Linked DNA regions of Mus musculus: all the other regions are linked to region 1. A link is a contact called in public Hi-C and Micro-C data. All regions are on one chromosome and are shown on one strand. The core of a region is the stretch at or near the end of the contact, and the rest is flanking DNA. Distances in the headings are between cores, read along the strand shown.

Region 1 (2,689 bases), core at 73-2,572:
TTCTTTCTTCCTTTCTTTCTTTCTTTCTTTCTTTCTTTCTTTCTTTCTTTCTTTCTTTCTTCCTTCCTTCCTTCCTTCCTTCCTTCCTTCCTTCCTTCCTTCCTTTTTCTCTTCCTTCCTTCCTTTCCTTTTTTCTTTTAATGAAGCTGCCAACTAAGTTGAAAATCCTTTTCATCCTAGCTGCTGCACAGGAGGATGAATGAGGTGAGCTGAGAGCCCCAGCCGCAGACACCACAGACCCAGCAGACACTTCCCAGTAGCAGCACTCCCTGGGGATGCTATTAGTGTCCTGGGTTCTTGTACAGCGAGGGAGACAGGAGAGACTGATTACTATTCAGATCAGCCTCCAGGCCAAGACTGTCTGGAGCTGGCATCTCAGGTAAGTAAAAGGCAGACACTGTGGGCTCAGCACACCCTACACATACACACACACACACACACACACACACACACACACACACACACACTCCGGAGTTGAAAAGGCACAGCTGCTTCTCCAGTGTGTGTGGCTGATTTCTGGGAAACGCCTCTGGCCAATCCCCTCACCAACAAAATAAAAACAACAAACAAACAAACAAACAAAGCCCCGAAGGATGCATATTTGCTGTTTTGCTCTCTCAGCATCCTTTCCACAGCTACCATTCATGACCCCACCTCTATCAAGAGGTCTTCAAGACCTTTCGCTTGTCTTCTGGGAGAGGGCCTCTTACACTGTGACACTGTCCACCCAACTCATCAGGAAAGAATGGACAGCGGCAGCAAGGTCGCTGGCTCTCAAGGGTCAACACAATCCATCAAGTCATTTAAAGTGAGTCCTTGTCTCATACAAAATCCCATTTCCTTGAGTATCAACCCAGCTTTATCTAAACCTCCATCTTCAAGCTGGCTTGTAGGGAGCAGAAGGGCCGTGGTCCATGGGAGTTCAGCCCCCCTCCCCTCGGGAATGTCGGTCTGTGTAAGACTAAACCGTGCTGTATAAATCTTGTCCAGGAAAAGAAAGGAACGGTTGTGGGAGTAGAGTTACCCCAGCTGCTGGGGCCCCATGCGCATGCGCACAGCCCTGGGAGATCAGAGGGGAGCCAGACCGATTGATTCCTGGCCCACAGCGCCCTGTGTGAAGCAAACCCTCCTCAGATTTCTAAGGTTTCCAGGAGGGCAGGTTGGATGGGAGCCTTGCAGTGCTGAGGAGACTGAAGGATGCATTCTACCATGTGGCTCCAAAGATAAGTTGGGGGCGGCAGACTGGATAACAAGCTAGACTCCCTTCTACTTCTGATAAGATAGAGGGCCTCTGTCTTTGAACGTGTTATTAATACTCTGCTCAGTTCTGTGGCCAGTGGGAGAGCGGTGAGCCCGTTCCTTTCATCAGGGTAGCTAGGGCCTCCCCAGGGCTATGGGAGGGAGGTTATAGACAGAGCCCTGGGCCCACGATACCATTCAACATCTGGCTTCTTTCTTGGGCTCTTGGGAGTTTGTGCCCCCCCCCCTCCAAGCCCCAGCTTAGCCTTGAGGCTTCTGCCACAAATGTCTCCCTTGCTATGTAACCAGGTTTAATAAAACATGGATATTGTATAATAAATACTGCATTTTCATGAATCTGCCCGTGAGATCAAGTGCTGTGCTAGAAAATATTATGAAATATGTATCACAATCTCTTACAGCCTCCTCCGAGCATTTTATATAAATCGCTACCTGTCAGAAGGGTTTGTGGAGAGAATCGGGGACTCCATGGAAGGCCCACAGCTTTTCTCTGTTGCTATGAGATATTAATATATTAGCATAACGTTTTTAAAAATGCAAATCCGCCCCTGGTATTCATACACTCTGAGTGGCACCCTAAGAAACACGCCTTCCATCCACTTGAGCAATCACCGCTCCTGGCCCCAGCCCCGCTCCCTGCAAGACCCCTTGCCAAGCAGCAGCCAAAATCTGCTCGACAGTGCCCTCTACTGGCGGGGAATAAGAACTTGCTTCCTCCGCTGCGAGGCTCCTCTTTTTTAAAAGGGTCAGGATCACTTTCTCTGCATCTTCTCTCTCCTTACCTCGCCTTGTCTTCAAGTGAAAGAACTTGTTCTTTAGACCTAGTTAAGGGTGTCACGGACCCTCCTCCTCACACACGCCCGTATGCATCCCCTCTACATGCCCCCTTTTTGCTTTCTTGTGACTCGCTTGAGTTTTTCTGGGAAAACTCTTACCCATTTTCCAGCCTTTTCCCTTCCATTTAGAAGCCAAATACCAACAACAAACCCCAGGATTTTTTTTTTAATGCAAATTTTGTGTTGGTGATGTGAGAGTGCGCAGAGCATGTGCCTGTCTTTTGCCGCGGAGGGAAAAGCAGCATTGCTTCGGTGCCCTCCATATCTGAAGCTCTGGAAAGTTCCTAAAGAAGGTTTTTTTTCCTCCTCATTCTGCTTCTGAAGTGAAACCAACCCACAGCATTGGATGGAGATGCACTTTTGAATATACTGCTGTACTCAACCCGATTATTTTTCTGCTGACCTCCATAACAAAACCTGCTTTGCTGACGCTCTGGCCTAACTCACTGAGAACAGGGCATCCAGCTGTTTGCTAACTGTTCTAAAATGTTGCAAGTTACAATGTATTCCTGGTGTTCTGTCCACATGTGGCAAATTGTGATCTGAGTACTACCCAGTTCTCTGCTGAGGCCCACAGGTTTAGGGCCTCTCTG
Region 2 (2,689 bases), core at 76-2,575, 320 kb before region 1:
GGAGTATCAGTTCAGCTGCGGAGGCTGTCACCTCTGCTCAGCCATCAGTGAAGGGACATTCTGTGCATGAGGGCTCCGAAAATTCCTGACACAATTCAGGAAATGGACAGGATTTAGCACTATACAGATTAGGGGTTTTTAATTAAGTACTTTATGCAGTTGGTCCTCAGTCTATGAGATGAGCATCTGTGGCTTCAAAACAAAACAGAGGATATTGGGGTGGGGGTAAGTGGTATATACTCTTGGCACATCCATACTTAACGTTAACCTCTAAACAATATCCTACCTCAAGCACTTCCACAGCATCAATGATATCTTATAAGTCATGGGAGATGATTTAAAGAATGTGGAATAGCAGATGTATGTTTGAGCGTCAAGTGTACACACAAACTCTTATACAAGGGATTAGAGCAGTTAGGACCTGGAACCAACTCCTCATACAGATGAGGGTGACTGTACATTCAAGTACTTTATTTCAAATAACTCGTTTTTAGGATTAATTTTTAATTGAAGAGTAATAAAAAACATTTAAAAAGAAGAAATCTGAAGAGAGAACACAGAGACTTTTATGTTGATTAAGTCACAATGTGTTGACATCTCATTCTTAATAAAGGCAAAAACTAGAAAAGGGCTGTCTAGAACCACCATGATATCTGACGAGGCAAGTCAAATACTCCTGGACCAGAGCAGGACCCAGGCTGCTCAGGAAGAAGGAGCCACTCTTACTTCCAAGAGTCCAGCCCTTTCTTACAGCTACCCCTGCAAACATTTAGCCCCACACTGCTGCTCCACTGCCCAGCTGGCCTGCAAACAGCCCGAGGTCAGAGAATAGCCTTTGGTGTGCTCTGATTCTGTCTGGGTAGAGGTGACCTCCATATGCCCTTGGCTGGCCAGGTGCAGCATCCTTGTCCTTACAGCTGAACCTTCCCCACCTCCATCCTAGATGGAAGCAGACAGGGAGTTAGCTTCTATGACCACTGGAGCCTCACATTGCCAGACCTGGTATCTCCTTGATAGCAAGGCCAGGATGGGATCTTATATCAGGAGTTTCCTGATATAAGTTTCAGGAGTCAAGGGAAGGCAGCAGAGCTGTGAGCCACTGATAACATGATGAGGTGGTTTATCACTTAGCTCCCAAGAGGAGAGGGCGTGCACACCGGAAAGGGCACAGCAGAGAAGCCTCAGCCTTGGTAAGGAGGTAGTGGAGAAGAGAAAAGCCTAAGTGCTTTTTGATGCTTGCCCTGTGAAGGAATGGTGAGGAGGGACAGGCAGCCTTGGGTGACTTGGAGTGTGTACGGTTATTACTAGATTATTATTAGATTATTACTAGATTACCTCTAGTAATCTGGTCCTTGCCCTTGCATGATGATGGCTGGCTGATGGGGTCATCAAGGAGGTGGCTGGGCCGTGGGCTGCTCCACAGCTTGCAGCACCTGCAGGCCAGCTCTTTGCTGCTTTGGGAATCAGGAAGCCCTAGGAGAGACCTACAGGTCCTCCAGGTTGAGAAAGATCAAAGATGTAGGATACAGGAATATCATTTGAACAAGGGGAAGGGAGCAGGAAGCAGGTGAGGATGGCATGGTGTCTAAGTGGATGCTGAGGCATAAGGACCCCTCTCACTGTTCCTAGTACCAGAGAGAGGCTACCCCCCCCCCCAAGCCCTCTGCCCCACTCCTCCTGAATCCCAGAGCACAGAGCAGAGGAGGCTCCCTTAACACTACAAAAGCATATTCAACTTCACTGGGAGAGGTGACAGAAAAAAAAAAAGGCACATGGGATCCATGACCCTGGAAGTACCTTACCCAGTGTCACATGGCTACACATGACAGTGGCAGGGTTATATCCAGGTCTAGGTCACCTTACCTCTTAGAATCCTTACGGGTTCCAGAATAAAAAGAGAAAGCTATAAATGTCAAAGTTTACATATGGATGGCTAGCTAAACTTCTCAAACACACAGGGTTGTTTCTGTTATTCTACATATCCATTTAAAAGTTATGTACACTTTCAGGGCTGACTGTGTGGTATGGATAAGAGACCATGTCCCCCTCCTCCCCCCCACCCCCGCTCTCAGCCCTCCTTCCTTCTCTGTAATTCTTCGTGTGGGTTTGAGACCTCACGTGCTCTCTGTCCATCTTGGCATATCTATGGTTGTTCTCTGTCCCACTCATCTTTAGGCATTCACGTGGGTATGTACCTGGCTGCTGAGTGCACCCATGGCTGAGCGAGCCTGCTGCCCTGGGAGCTACTTCTCTGCTCGCCACCTTCTAGTTCCCTGTACCTCCCTCTCACTGAGGCTTACAGCCCCACCAGCTCCTACTGCCTACTGAGTCTGGAATCTAACACCATGATGATCAGTGCTCCCTCCCACCCTGCCTCCTGAGGCTGAGCTGCTAGGCTCCATCAGGAAACACTCCTTCTACTCTCCCCTTCCTCCAGGAACTCAGCCTCCCTTCTGCTTCCTGCCCTCACCTCCTCTTCCCCAAGCCTGTTGCTGCTGATCCCACCCCCAGGCAAGATGAATAACTCTAGAGGTCCCCTCACAGTGCAGGACATACAAATGTCTTTAGTAAGTACATGTGGATTTGATATACATGGTTGGGGCAGCACAAAAGTGTATGCAAAATACTGGATATCTAAGTGGGGGAGGGTACAGGCCATTTTCTGAAAAGTATTTCCTTTTCCTTCTTT
Region 3 (2,689 bases), core at 125-2,624, 270 kb before region 1:
GCATACAGGGATGTATAGCGTCAACTTCCATGTCTGTGGGGACATCAATTACTTCTTTCTTCCCTTTAGACTTTGAATTTTTCCCTGTCCTTGGCACAGTAATCCCACATATTTCCAGGGCCTGGGATGATGATGGAGCCATGGAAACAGTGTACAGGGATCAGGTCTTGGTCAGGGGTATGGGGTCACTCACACAGTCACCATTTCTTTCTGTTGAGAACATTCAAAAATCTTCTCTACTTTGAAAAAATGCAATTAATTCCTGTCAAACATAGTTACCCTATCGTGCGGTAAAACACGAGGAAAGAGAAGGTAGATATTGCTCCTAGCCAAGTGTACTATGCATGAGGTAACCATCTGTTCTATCACAACCCTTGCAGGAAATTATAGTCAGTAGTTTTAGTTTCTACATACAAATGAGAACACACACTATCCATCTTCCTGGGCTTGACCTATTTTACTTATCAACAGAAAGTTCTTCATCTAAAACCTGGTCCCCCATACCATGCAAATACACATGAAGATGAAGAAAGTCCTGCCAATCTAATTAATAATTCTAAGTGTATATATCTATTATATTTTGTAATTAGGGTCTGCGAAATTTTATAGGGACTCGCCACACCTGCACCATACGTTTATATAATGGTAAGAGCACAGGCATCCAGATATGATCCATCCCGGAGTCTAATAGCTCTCTCCGTAGCACTCTCTAGACACGGCCTGTGAGGAAACATAATGTCACATAATGTGTTCAAATGGGGCCCCATTGGTAAGTGGTAAAGAACTGTTCCAGTAAGAGACAGGCATGGAAAGATGGTTTTCTTTTTAGTCATTCACTCAATGGCTGACAGAAAACTGAGGTTGTCCTCATTCAGATCCAAAGAAAGACATGTCCCCACTGTCTTCTGCAGACTCGCTCTCCGCCCGTGACCCTGAGGGAGCATTTTCTTCTTCATCATTTCAACTCTCAAATGCTCCTTTTCTGTTCCCACAGCTTGGAAGCTCTCCAATGTTCATCCCGTCCCTCTTCCTCTCCTCACTCTCTCCTCCAGGCCTGCTCTTCCTCCTCCATGCTCACCTCCCCTTTTTTCACAACAAACCTTAGTTTACAGATAAAATATCCCAGAAGTAGGCTGGTGGTCCTTGTCTATACTCCAGCCCTCGGGAGGAGGAGCCTGGAGAATCAGGAGTTCAAGTCTGGCTTTGGCTACATGAGAACCTCATCTCCCGCAAGCTGTTTCATCATTCTCTGCCCCCATCACTGAAATCCTCCTCACAGGCTTAGATTCTCACAACACTCCACCTTCTGACATTCGGGAACCATTCACGTTTCTCACCCCAGCCCTCTCCTATCGAAGCTCCTCTTCCTGCAGTCTCTGATAAGGCTTATCTCCCCTTCCTTGCTCCTGGGGGGATCCAGTGGCTTGCTACTGGCTCCCCGTAACACAGCGTTTTTAGTTTCCTGTTTTTGCTCTAAATCACCTTCTGGAGGAGATTGGTAGCCCTTTGATTGTCTGATGATTATCTCTGAGACCTTTCTCTCTAGCACACACATGCTTCAAGACTCCACTTGGGTTTTCTACCATGTGCCCAGCTGCGACACCCTCCAGGCCATGAGAGTCATGTCATGGCACATCTTAAGGTCCTGAAGCAGCTGCATTTACATCATTTAGGACAAATGTCATTCTCACCTTGTCCTAGAGCATTGCTACAATGATCAACTGTGAATTTACAAAATGCAGCTGGCTACAGTGGTGTATCCCATAACCCCATCACTCAGGAGAACTGCAGGTTAGAGACTAGCCTGGGCTACAAGGCTACGGATGCATAAAATGTTGCCATGTGATTTCCCCACTGTCCTCGTGACTTTAAACCCCTGGGTCTATGATGAAGTCACAGGATCAAAAACCAAAGTCTCCACTGTCTTTCCTTCACCTCTAATAGACGCTGAGATTTCAGACGCCCCTGGGATTTTAAGATACTTCCTTCTACACCCCCTCCCCTGAGTTGTCTCTGAGCCTGCTTCCCTTCCAGTTCGTCTCTGTTCGCTCTTCTGCCTGTTTTCCCACGAATCAGCACTTCCTTCTTACAAGAGTGTTTTCGTAAATTGATCATTTCTCCTTTCTCCCTCCTCACTTTGCCTCCCCTGGAACACTCTTCCTAAAACTTAGCTTCTGCCATGTTCCTTCCCATCGCCCAAATCAATCAGAGGTCCTGTGTTCAAGGAAATATCAAAATTCTTCTCATTTGTTTAACTCTCAGTAGCAGAATCTTTTCTCTCCAGTTAAAATTATCTCCAAACTAAAATTTACTGTCCCTAAATATATGTCTTATCTTCCTTCTGGCTGAAAGCTTCTTGAATGAATATATATATATATATATATATATATACATATACATATATGTATATATACATATTCATATATATATTCAAAAATGTGTGTTAAACTTCTTTTGTATAACTCAGACTCCACATTACTCTGCTGATTGGGAATGCAGTGCTTGATTCACTGTGTACTGAAAACTTGGAGCTGGGTAAAATGATATAAAATGTAATCTAAAGGTAATTTTCAGTTAAAGAGTAACTCATCATCTAGCCCCACAGTGGCAAGGCAGACCTAAGGCCAAATAAAAAAGTAAGCAACAAAAAACTCAGTATACCCTTGAAGGTTTTAAAGCAGGATGGACG

Evidence for each region. Hi-C and Micro-C count contacts between places; a contact is called where the count stands out from the background.
Region 2: a contact with region 1 is called in a Hi-C map of the G1E-ER4 cell line, with 4 times the contacts expected there. The contact joins two enhancer-like sites. A contact is called at or near these places in 2 of 15 datasets of contacts at CTCF or cohesin (large pre-B cells and pro-B cells), 6 of 484 Hi-C or Micro-C datasets (the G1E-ER4 cell line, nephron progenitors, retina and 2 more) and 3 of 115 datasets of contacts at active chromatin or transcription factors (Th17 cells, astrocytes and embryonic basal ganglia).
Region 3: a Micro-C map of the G1E-ER4 cell line shows a contact between it and region 1, with 4 times the contacts expected there. The contact joins two enhancer-like sites. A contact is called at or near these places in 2 of 15 datasets of contacts at CTCF or cohesin (large pre-B cells and pro-B cells), 8 of 484 Hi-C or Micro-C datasets (the G1E-ER4 cell line, cortical neurons, cranial neural crest and 5 more) and 3 of 115 datasets of contacts at active chromatin or transcription factors (T-cell acute lymphoblastic leukemia, embryonic limb bud and memory CD8 T cells).

The regions. Positions count from the first base shown.
Region 1 is chr1:38,766,114-38,768,802 of GRCm38.p6, forward strand. No RefSeq gene overlaps it. Among named protein-coding and RNA genes, the nearest start is that of Lonrf2, 69 kb to the right of the region's middle. Within about 2 kb of position 1,323, at least 71 of the 459 cell types and tissues checked have an H3K27ac peak or open chromatin away from gene starts, as enhancers often do. A contact at or near this core is called in the G1E-ER4 cell line, where this site is marked.
Region 2 is chr1:38,446,701-38,449,389 of GRCm38.p6, forward strand. The region is part of intron 4 of Aff3 (AF4/FMR2 family, member 3); the gene reads right to left. Among named protein-coding and RNA genes, the nearest start is that of Aff3, 180 kb to the right of the region's middle. Within about 2 kb of position 1,326, at least 21 of the 459 cell types and tissues checked have an H3K27ac peak or open chromatin away from gene starts, as enhancers often do. A contact at or near this core is called in the G1E-ER4 cell line, where this site is marked.
Region 3 is chr1:38,498,242-38,500,930 of GRCm38.p6, forward strand. The region is part of intron 4 of Aff3 (AF4/FMR2 family, member 3); the gene reads right to left. Among named protein-coding and RNA genes, the nearest start is that of Aff3, 130 kb to the right of the region's middle. Within about 2 kb of position 1,375, at least 12 of the 459 cell types and tissues checked have an H3K27ac peak or open chromatin away from gene starts, as enhancers often do. A contact at or near this core is called in the G1E-ER4 cell line, where this site is marked.